3 separate regions of the Pan troglodytes genome follow, and all the other regions are linked to region 1. A link is a contact called in public HiChIP or PLAC-seq data. All regions are on one chromosome and are shown on one strand. Each heading gives the region's core, a stretch centred on a gene start, on an enhancer-like site or on the middle of the called end of the contact. The rest is flanking DNA. Distances are from core to core; before and after follow the strand shown. Region 1 holds the start of C15H15orf40 (chromosome 15 C15orf40 homolog). Region 2 holds the start of WHAMM (WASP homolog associated with actin, golgi membranes and microtubules). Region 3 holds the start of HDGFL3 (HDGF like 3).

The links. HiChIP or PLAC-seq counts read pairs in DNA pulled down with a chosen protein or histone mark.
Region 2: an H3K4me3 HiChIP or PLAC-seq map of stem cell-derived excitatory neurons shows a contact between it and region 1, with 2.0 times the contacts expected there. The contact joins the promoter of WHAMM here to the promoter of C15H15orf40 in region 1. A contact is called at or near these places in 1 of 7 Hi-C or Micro-C datasets (stem cell-derived neural progenitor cells) and 1 of 1 datasets of contacts at active chromatin or transcription factors (stem cell-derived excitatory neurons).
Region 3: an H3K4me3 HiChIP or PLAC-seq map of stem cell-derived excitatory neurons shows a contact between it and region 1, with 3 times the contacts expected there. The contact joins the promoter of HDGFL3 here to the promoter of C15H15orf40 in region 1. A contact is called at or near these places in 1 of 7 Hi-C or Micro-C datasets (stem cell-derived neural progenitor cells) and 1 of 1 datasets of contacts at active chromatin or transcription factors (stem cell-derived excitatory neurons).

The regions. Positions count from the first base shown.
Region 1 is chr16:75,606,517-75,609,384 of NHGRI_mPanTro3-v2.0_pri, forward strand. C15H15orf40 (chromosome 15 C15orf40 homolog) reads left to right here and starts at 1,495. Exons shown (of 5, transcript XM_054667092.2): 1 at 1,495-1,646; 2 at 2,782-2,868. The coding sequence starts at 1,554.
Region 2 is chr16:75,802,382-75,805,405 of NHGRI_mPanTro3-v2.0_pri, forward strand. WHAMM (WASP homolog associated with actin, golgi membranes and microtubules) reads right to left here and starts at 1,479. Exons shown (of 10, transcript XM_510552.8): 1 at 1-1,479.
Region 3 is chr16:75,407,504-75,410,455 of NHGRI_mPanTro3-v2.0_pri, forward strand. HDGFL3 (HDGF like 3) reads left to right here and starts at 1,430. Exons shown (of 7, transcript XR_008539646.2): 1 at 1,430-1,781.

The sequences.
Region 1 (2,868 bases), core at 245-2,744:
CACAGCTACATGTCCACCTAAGCTTTCCCTTAGGAAGGAAGGAGTGTCTAAGGCCTCCTGTAGAGAACTCAATCTCTACTTGAGCTCAGATCCTACCTCTTCAGGAACCGTCCTCTGCTGTAACCTCTCTTCTCCTGGCTCTTTCCTACCAATCTTCAAATATGATAAAAATAAGTCTCTGAATGTCATGTGCCCCTCCAGATACCAATTGCTCCTTCACAGTGAAGTCACTGGATTATTCTCTACAATTATCTCCATTTCCTTCTCTCCACTAAAACTGCTGTAGCCCGGGTCACCAACACCACCCTGATTTCTAAATCTTGTGGCCACTTCTCAGTCGTTACATGTGACATGTTCTCTCCAGAGTGTTCATCACTGTTGATGTTCCCTCTTGAAGCGCCCTTCTTTAGCTGCCGTTACACCGTACTCCTACCTGGTCAGTGTCCTTTGGTGACTTCTCTACCTGCCCTTGCTGTTCTAACCTGGGCCCTCGTGCTCTTTACACACTCTCTCATCCATTTCCATAGCTTCAATTGCCATCTGCTTTCAGAAGATTCCAGAATCTCTATCACCAGCCTTGATTTCGCAAACTCCAGTCACATATATTCAGTTACCCCTTTAATATTTGTATTTGGATGTCCTGTGGGCATCTCAAACTCATTATGTCCAAAGCTGAACTCCTCACCTCGGCCTCCCAAACCTGTTCCTTGGGCCCCAAACCTGGGCATTTCCTTGACTCTTCCCCCTTATTCGCACATGCAGTCATTCCCAAGTTCTGATCATTTCAGTTCCTGAAGATCCTTGAAATGATCAGCGCTCCACCCTCCCTGCGGTTACTCTAGTTCAGGCCACTCTCTCCCATTTAGGGGGCGGATCTCCCTGTCTCTGGCTTTTCCTCTGTCGGCCACAGTGCAGCCGGTGTCTTTCTAAAACCCAACAAATTGGGCTGCTAATCCCTTGCTTGAAAGCCTTCAGTGACTCCATGATCTTGCCTCTGCTGATTTGTTTCATGTCTCGCCGTATCACATGTCGCAGTGTATTTCCTCTTCTTTTACATTGTGGGATCCGCTGCGCCTGGCACAAGGTAGGTGCGCCATCGATACGTGGAAGATTCACAAGGGCCAAGCCGCCACGAGGCTCTATATCGACTTGATGGCCACAGGCAGTGCGTGGGACTCTGCATCTGCTGCTTGGCTGTGGGAGCGAGAAGACACCTGGCCCTGTGCACTCCTTGCCGCGCTCTCCAATTCTGAGAAGTGACAATACCTTTCTTTCCCCGATTAGGAAAGAACACCAGAGGTGACACACCTTCCTATCAGCTGAGCAGGGTGGGCCAAGACACGGTGAGGCCTCAGCTCCGCAGCTCCACTTCCTGGGGCTCGGCCCGTTCCAGAACAAAAGAGGCTCGCGCATGTTCTGCGGCCACGAGACTCGCTCCCGCCGGCCTTAAGGTGTCGCCCTCTGGCCAGAGCGGATGTGCCGGGCGCTGGGGCCGCTCCTGCCGGCTACCTGCGCAAGCGCAGAGGGCTCTTCCGGCGCCTTCCCAGGCGGGGATGCTGCGGCACCTCCGGGCAACACCTAATACTCGGGGCTCCGCTCGGCTTCTTCGCGCCGAGATGCCTAAGAAGGCTGGTGCGACGACCAAGGCCAGTAGCAGGTCCCGTGGCGGCAGAGGGGTGGGCCTCAGGGGTACTTGTTGAAGAGCGCGGGAGAAGCGGGGCCCGGGAGTGAGTGGAGGCACTGCCAGCGGCTTGCCGTCTCTCAGTTCCGGGGCTCAGGACAGCCGCCGCCACCCCCAGAGCTGCGGCTCCTGCTGCCGTCGCCCCGCCTCAGTAGGCTGCGCTGCCGTCCACCCGGTGACTTCTGAGCGCTGGGCCCGGCGGCAGCCGAGCTCTCCTTGGGCTGCGTGTGCTGACCTTTGGCCTCCTACCCGCACTCCCAGTCCAGCAATTCATGTTCCCGCAGCGGCATGACCTGCGCTTCCCCAGGAGGCTGTATTCTGCTTTCTCCTCCCTTGCTTTGGCTGATCGCACCCCTTCTGTCAAGAATACAGCACTCCCATTTCCACCATCTTTGTTTGGCCAACCCCAGTCCGTTTCTCAGACTCAGCTCAAGCACTGCCTCCTGCTGGCAGCATTCTCCAGTGCCCCAATGCTGATTTGCCTGTGGGGTAATGTTCTGTGCCTATCTCATCGGTGCACTTAGCACAGTGTATTATAATTTTGTATGTTCTTTCTCCCTCGCAGCAGTCCGAGCTCCTTGAGAGCAAGGACCATGTACCTTTTCATCTTTACATATCCATTGCCTACATATTTGTTGAACCAAAGTTCCTAGCACAGCCCCTGTCCCATAACAGGCCTTTAAATATCAAGCACTATTGTTTTTTCCTCCCTTTCCCGCAACATGCAGACATACACACTTTCACCAACATTTATTAGCTCCGACTGCATGAGATACAATGATGAATAATAAATAATCCCTGCCCCCAAGGAATTGGAAATACAAAGCAGAGGGAGGAACAAGCATTAAGGTTTAGAAGCCAGAGTTAGGTTTTCTTGCAAGGGAGGAAAAAACATTGTTGGGTTGATGGGAACCCTTCGTGGGAAAATTGAGTAGAGCCTTGAAGGTTGTGGGAAAAGCGTTCTAGGTGGCCAGAAGTCCCTGGACACCACTGATGAGCCTAGTTTGTCTGTTAAGGGTGAAAGGGGGTAGTGGAAGAATCAAATTAAATGTGTGGGAAAATATTTTGTAACCTGTAAAGTTGTGTGGTTGTCATTTTAGGGTAAAAGCCAGAGCAAGGAACCAGAGAGACCACTTCCTCCCTTAGGTCCTGTGGCAGTTGATCCTAAAGGATGCGTCACCATAGCC
Region 2 (3,024 bases), core at 229-2,728, 200 kb after region 1:
CAGCAGCGGCCCTAGGGCTCGGCGGGCGCGGGCCTGGCCTCCTCGCACCGCCTGTCACGGGACGGTCCGAGCCAAAGCATTTTTCGCTAGAATCGAAACCGCGTCAGTGCCCCAGCAGCACCCTGGGCCCCGGCACTTCTGATTGGCTGGCTGCCGGAGGTGGGGCTTACAAGAGGCATTCGGGGTTGGTTGGGTGATAGACGAGAGGGCCAGCGACAACCAATGAAAAGGTGAGAAGGTCTCCCTCAGGAGTCAATCATCTCGCAACCTGTTCAGGAGTCCGGGAAATACAACTCTTGCCTCACCTTTTCCACCCAATACATACGGACGTTGGAAAAATATCTGTTGAATCGGCGAGTTATTGTATTAGTCTCCCACACTAAACTATGAACTTGAGAACAGGGACCAAGCTGATTTTCTTTTCTATCATCAGGGCCCTATTGAGTACATGGTTCCCGCCCTTAAGAATGTCACAAATGCGCTGGGGAGATGAAACATAAACTCGATAGTCATTTATTGAGGGCCTCTAAGTGCCAAGTACTGGGCAAGAAGCCGCAAATTTATTTTTGTCAATTCAACAAACTTTTATTGAGTGTCGGCTGTGTGTCAGTATTGAGGGGGTGGAGTAAGAGGGGGAATTCAGGGCACTGCAGCTCCCAACCAGGGTGTTTAAATACAATCTGTGTTCTAACTCTTCACTTTAGAGTTAAGGAAACGGAGGCCCAGACAAACTTAAGATACACCGACACTCGGGCTTGACATGCCCACCTGGCTACGGAAGGCCTGTTTAAGGAGATATCAGGAAATCCAGTTTACGTGTCAGGGTGGAGCTAGATCTGTTCATGCAACAAGCACCAAGACGGCCCTAGTCTCTGCCTAGGAAATGTGCAGTGTCGACTGAGAAATACAGTCCATGTCAGCTCCCATCCTGGGAGTGCACTGAGACAGGTGGTGGGAATGGGAGGAGGAAAGGAGGGAGATGCCAGGAAGCTGGGATCAGGAGCCGTTTGCCAAAGCAAGGCCTGTGAGGTGTTGATTCGGGAACAAGTGAAAGTGTTTGTGAAGGTTTTGAGCTGGGAAAAGTTGGAATCAGATTTTGTACTTGCTGTTATCCCCAAGGGTAAACAATAAGCAAACGAAAAAATCAGGGCGAAGCTAAAGCTCTAGTTAGGGCATCTCTCTGCCTTGAAAATGACCTCAAGAAATCTAGGAACCTCTGTGGAATGCAACTTGAAGATGGAAAGGTGCCTTTGGCTGAAGGTCCCTCCCCTTTTATGCCTGCTGCCGGTGTGAGGGTTGGGGATTGGGCCCTGGGACTCAGTCACTCAGTCTTCTTGGAGAGATAAACTTTTAGCTGAAGTGATTGATTTTCCCCTATTTTAATATACTATTTTAACTAGTATGAGTTACTTATGATTTTTAACAGTCTGTTTTAAATATCTTTCTTGTATGTTCCTCACATTATATCTTTTTACTATCTGCTTTATACTGTGTTATTTCTGTTAGTTTTCTTATCTATTTGGTTTTTCAAGAGGAAACTGTCAATCTTTCTAATTATAAAATTGTCGTGGGTGGCTGGGTGCAGTGACTAACACCTGTAATCCCAGCACTTTTGGAGGCCGAGGTGGGCGGATCAGTTGAAGTCAGGAGTTCGAGACCAGCCTGGCCAAAATGGCCAAACCCCGCCTCTACTAAAAATACCAAAAAAAAAAAAAAAAAAAAAGAGAAAAAGAAAAGTTAGCCGGGCGTGGTGGTGCATGCCCTATAATCCCAACTACTCAGGAGGCTGAGGCATCAGAATTGCTTGAATCCAGGAGGCAGAGGTTACAGTGAGCCGAGATTGCACCACAGCATTCCAGCCTGGGCGAAACAGTGAGACTCTGCCTCAAAAAAAAAAAAAAAAGAAAAGAAAAAATAAAATTATCCTCTCTCTATATATTAATATATGTCTTAGTCCATTCAGGCTGCTATATCAGAATACCATTGAGTGGGTGGCTTGTAAACAACAAACATTTATTTCTCATGGTTCTGGAGGCTGGAAAGTCCAAGATTAAAGCACCAGCAGATTCAGTGTCTGGTAAGGAAGGGCTGCTTCTTGGTTCGTAGATACCTGTATTCTTACTGCATCTTCACATGGAAGAGCTCTCTGGGACCCCCAGTGTAATGGCACTAATTTTATTCATGAGGGCTTGCCTTCATGACCTAATCACCTCTCAAAGGCCACATTTCCAAATACCATCACATTGGGGATTTGGTTTCAACATGGGAATTTTAGGGGAATATAAACTGTCTATAGCATATGTATATATATGTATGATGGTTAATTTTAATGTGTCAACTTGATTGGGTCACCAGGTGTTTAGTCAGACATTATTCTGGGTGTGTGTGTGTGATGGTGTTTCTGGATGAGATTAACCTTTGAGTTAGTAGACTGAGTAAAACTGGTTGCCCTCCCTCATGTGAGTGGGCCTCATCCAATCGATTGAAGGTCTGAATAGAACAAAAGCTTGAATAAGAGGGAATTCTTCCTGCCTAACTGCCTTCAAGTGGGAATATGGGTTTTTTTCCTGCCTTCCAACTCAAATGGAAACATTGGCTCTCCAGGGTCTTGAGCCTGCTGGCCTTTGGACTAGAACCACACCATTGGCTCTCCTGGATCTTCCGCTTACTAACTGCAGATCTTGGGACTTTTTGGTCTTCATAATTACATGAGTCAATTCCTTATGATAAATCTGTTTCCATATATGTATACATTCTATTGGTTCTGTTTCTCTGGACAACTCTGACTATTACACTGTGTGTGTGTGTGTGCGCGTGCGTGCGTGTGAGAGAGAGAGAGAGAGGAGAGAGATTATACTGTTATACTGGTCTGTGGGCTCAGCATCAAAGTAGGAATTTTGCAACACACCCACAGTTAACACTCACTTTTTTCCTCAACACCTAGACTCTTTCAATTTCTTAACAGAGTCAGAATTTTGGAAGAAAAGAACATTAACACTAAATTGTCATTTTATAAATTATTAA
Region 3 (2,952 bases), core at 180-2,679, 200 kb before region 1:
TAAAGCCCCATCATAGGAAGCCCAGCACCACAGAACAAGAGCAGGAGTTAAAACACACACACACCATTCTACAAGGCCAGAGAGGGGGGCGGATGGTGGGGAAAACTGTAGCTTCTGTAAAAGGGAGAGAGAACAGACACAAATGAGAACTGTCCGTGTGACAAGGTGAGGGCCACAGAAAGCAGCATTTAGGAGCTATGCCAGCTGACCCCTTAAAGGAGGTGGGTTACAGCATGATTAAAGAAGCAGCATTCATTCATTGGACAGACTCCAAACGATTCCTTGAATTATTCTACTTACTCCTCACAAAAGAGAGTGTTAGGAAGATTCCTACTCTCAAAATGTCTTTGAAAGCAGCCAGCTAGGGAATTTAGAGTAAAATGGTGGTAAATGAACATGTTCTAGAGCTAATGAACTGTATATGTACATAAATCTCCAGAAAGGGATGCTAATTTCAAAAACGTTGTCCAAAAGGTTGCCAGGATTGGAAACAAGTGACCGGCCAGTGCAAGTCCTTTTCACAAACACTGCAGGCCTAGGAAACGCACACAGAGAGAAACATAACCGCTTATGGACTTTGGACTCATGTGGATACAGGTTCGAATCCCGTCTGTGCCATTCAGCAAATGAGAAAACCTCCCATGACTCCGATTAAATAGCTCGCCCTAGGTGGGTCACACTGCATTGTTAAGGGCAGACCTGGGGCAAGAATCCAATAAGGTCGCTGACTCCGGAGCGGTGCTCTTTCCGGCAGCTTGGTGCCCAGCAGAGGGTCCCCTCGCGCCGCCGTCCCCTAGGCCTGGAGCGCCTTTGTCCCCCACTCACCAGAGAGCAGCCGCGGAAGTGGCTGGCTGGGGGTAGCCAGGAGAGGGTCGAGTCAGCGGGAGGTGGGCGTGGGAGCGGGGGGCGCGAGTGGGGAGAACCCCCAGAGTGGCACGGACGGGAGGGGAAGGGGGCGGCCGGGTGGTGATTGGCTGGGCTGCGGCAGGCAGCTCCGGGCCAAGAACAAAAGAGAGCAGGCGGCGGGCGTCCTCCGGAGTAGGCACTCCCGCCCGCCCGGCGCGGGCTTCGGTGCTGGGGGAGGACGCGCCCACCGCCCGCCCGCCAGCCGAGAAGCCGGGCTGGCGCGCTCGGTTTCTCCGCGAAAGCCGGCCGTGTACCTAGGAATTAACCGGCCGGCGCGGGAGGGAAGGGGAGGGGAGCGGGAAGCGGGAAGCGGGAAGCGGGGCGGGGGGGATGCTGAGCGCGCGCGAGAACAATAATAAGATCGTGTTTGCGGTCGCTGCCCGAGAAGGAATTCGGAGCAGACGCGAGGCCCGGCGCTCGCGCCGCGCCCGGGAGCCCGGGAGGGAGACCGGCAGCGGCGGCATGAGGCAGGCGACGCGGCGCTGGTGAGCAGCGCGCGCGGCGGCGGCGGCGGCGGCGGCGGGGACCTTGGCGCGGCCGGACGCGGGCGAGCGCCGAACGGCCGGGGGCTCCCCTCCCCCGCTGCCGGGCCGTGATTTGCCGGGCCTGCTGCGCCCCCCGCCCACCCCTTGCCTCAGCCGCCGCCTCGCCGCTTCCCCTCGTCGGAGCGGCCGCTCGTCCGCCCGGCTTGAGGCCCGCGGGGAGCGCGGCGCAATCCGTCGGCCCGCGGGGGGGCGGCCTCCCGGCATCTTCGCGGCGACCAAGGACTACCAGGAAGGGGAGCGGCTGGGATGGCGCGTCCGCGGCCCCGCGAGTACAAAGCGGGCGACCTGGTCTTCGCCAAGATGAAGGGCTACCCGCACTGGCCGGCCCGGGTGAGTACCGCGGCCGCGCGCGGGCCCGCCCGCCCACCATTTTCCCCTTCATGATGGCGCGCCCGCCCCCTTTCCCCATCGCCTCAGCCCCGAGCCCGCAGCTCGCGGCCGGCTGTGGTGAGGGCTGAGGGCGGCGCGGCACGAAGAAGACGGGGCCGGGGCTGAGGCAAGGGCTCCCGGCCTCGCCCGCACTCCGCCAGGGCGGCCATCCTTCCGCCCACTTTCGAAGGCGGGTCCGGCCCCCGCAGGCCCGACGCTGCCTTCCTCCTGGAAAGCCGGTGCCGACCGGGAAGCGACGCCGCCGGGCAGCGGGCCTGCGACGGAGGCTTCGGCTCCGGGCAGGGTCATTGGTGGATACCCTGGGTCCCGGGCGAACGTCGGGGCAGGTACGGCAGCGGGGTGAACGGCTGTCCGCGAGCCGGCGAGTGCCGGCGGGCAGTAAATCCTGGAAAGTGGTAGTGGTCATCCAGAGGCCAGCGGGAGCCTCTTGGCAGTCATTCATCCATCTCTTTCCCTTCTAGACTTGTTGAGTTTTCCCTGAGCGCGATTCCCGGTGCCCCGCCTGCCCTATCATTGTCCCAGGGTACGTGCCTCTCTGGTGCCCATCGTTCTTTTAAACCGACCTCTGATAGCCGAGAGCTTGCAGCCTACCTCTGACTGGTGGGTCCAGCAAGCTTCTTGTGCCTTTCCACCTCCATATTTGTTTTAGGTAGAATCTCAAACCTTATTCTTGGCCTCCTGCTACAGTCCACAATAGCTCTCTCTTCCTACATAACAAGGTTGTCGTTGGGCTCTTTTTCTAGAAAGCGTCTGCATGTAATACGTAGCATTCACAATTTTTATTAAGCTCTTTGAGGAAGACACACAACACTGCCATGTGTGCTTTGTGTTTTAGAAGAAATCCTTTTTATTTTTATTTTTGTATGGTTGGCAGTTGATTGCTTGAAATAAGAAATCTTGTGAAAAGGAGGGTCAAGGCATTCTAGAGATTATATTGGTATCCTTTAGGAACGGAAACAGGCATGGAGAAAATTGGCATAAATATAGTGTGAGCTCTAAGATGTTGTATTGTAGTCAAGTGAAGATAGCAAGATCAAGAAAAAAAAAATACACCCATTCACAAAAGGAAGTGACATCACGAGTGGCCAGACTGAAATTTAGTGAAGTTGAA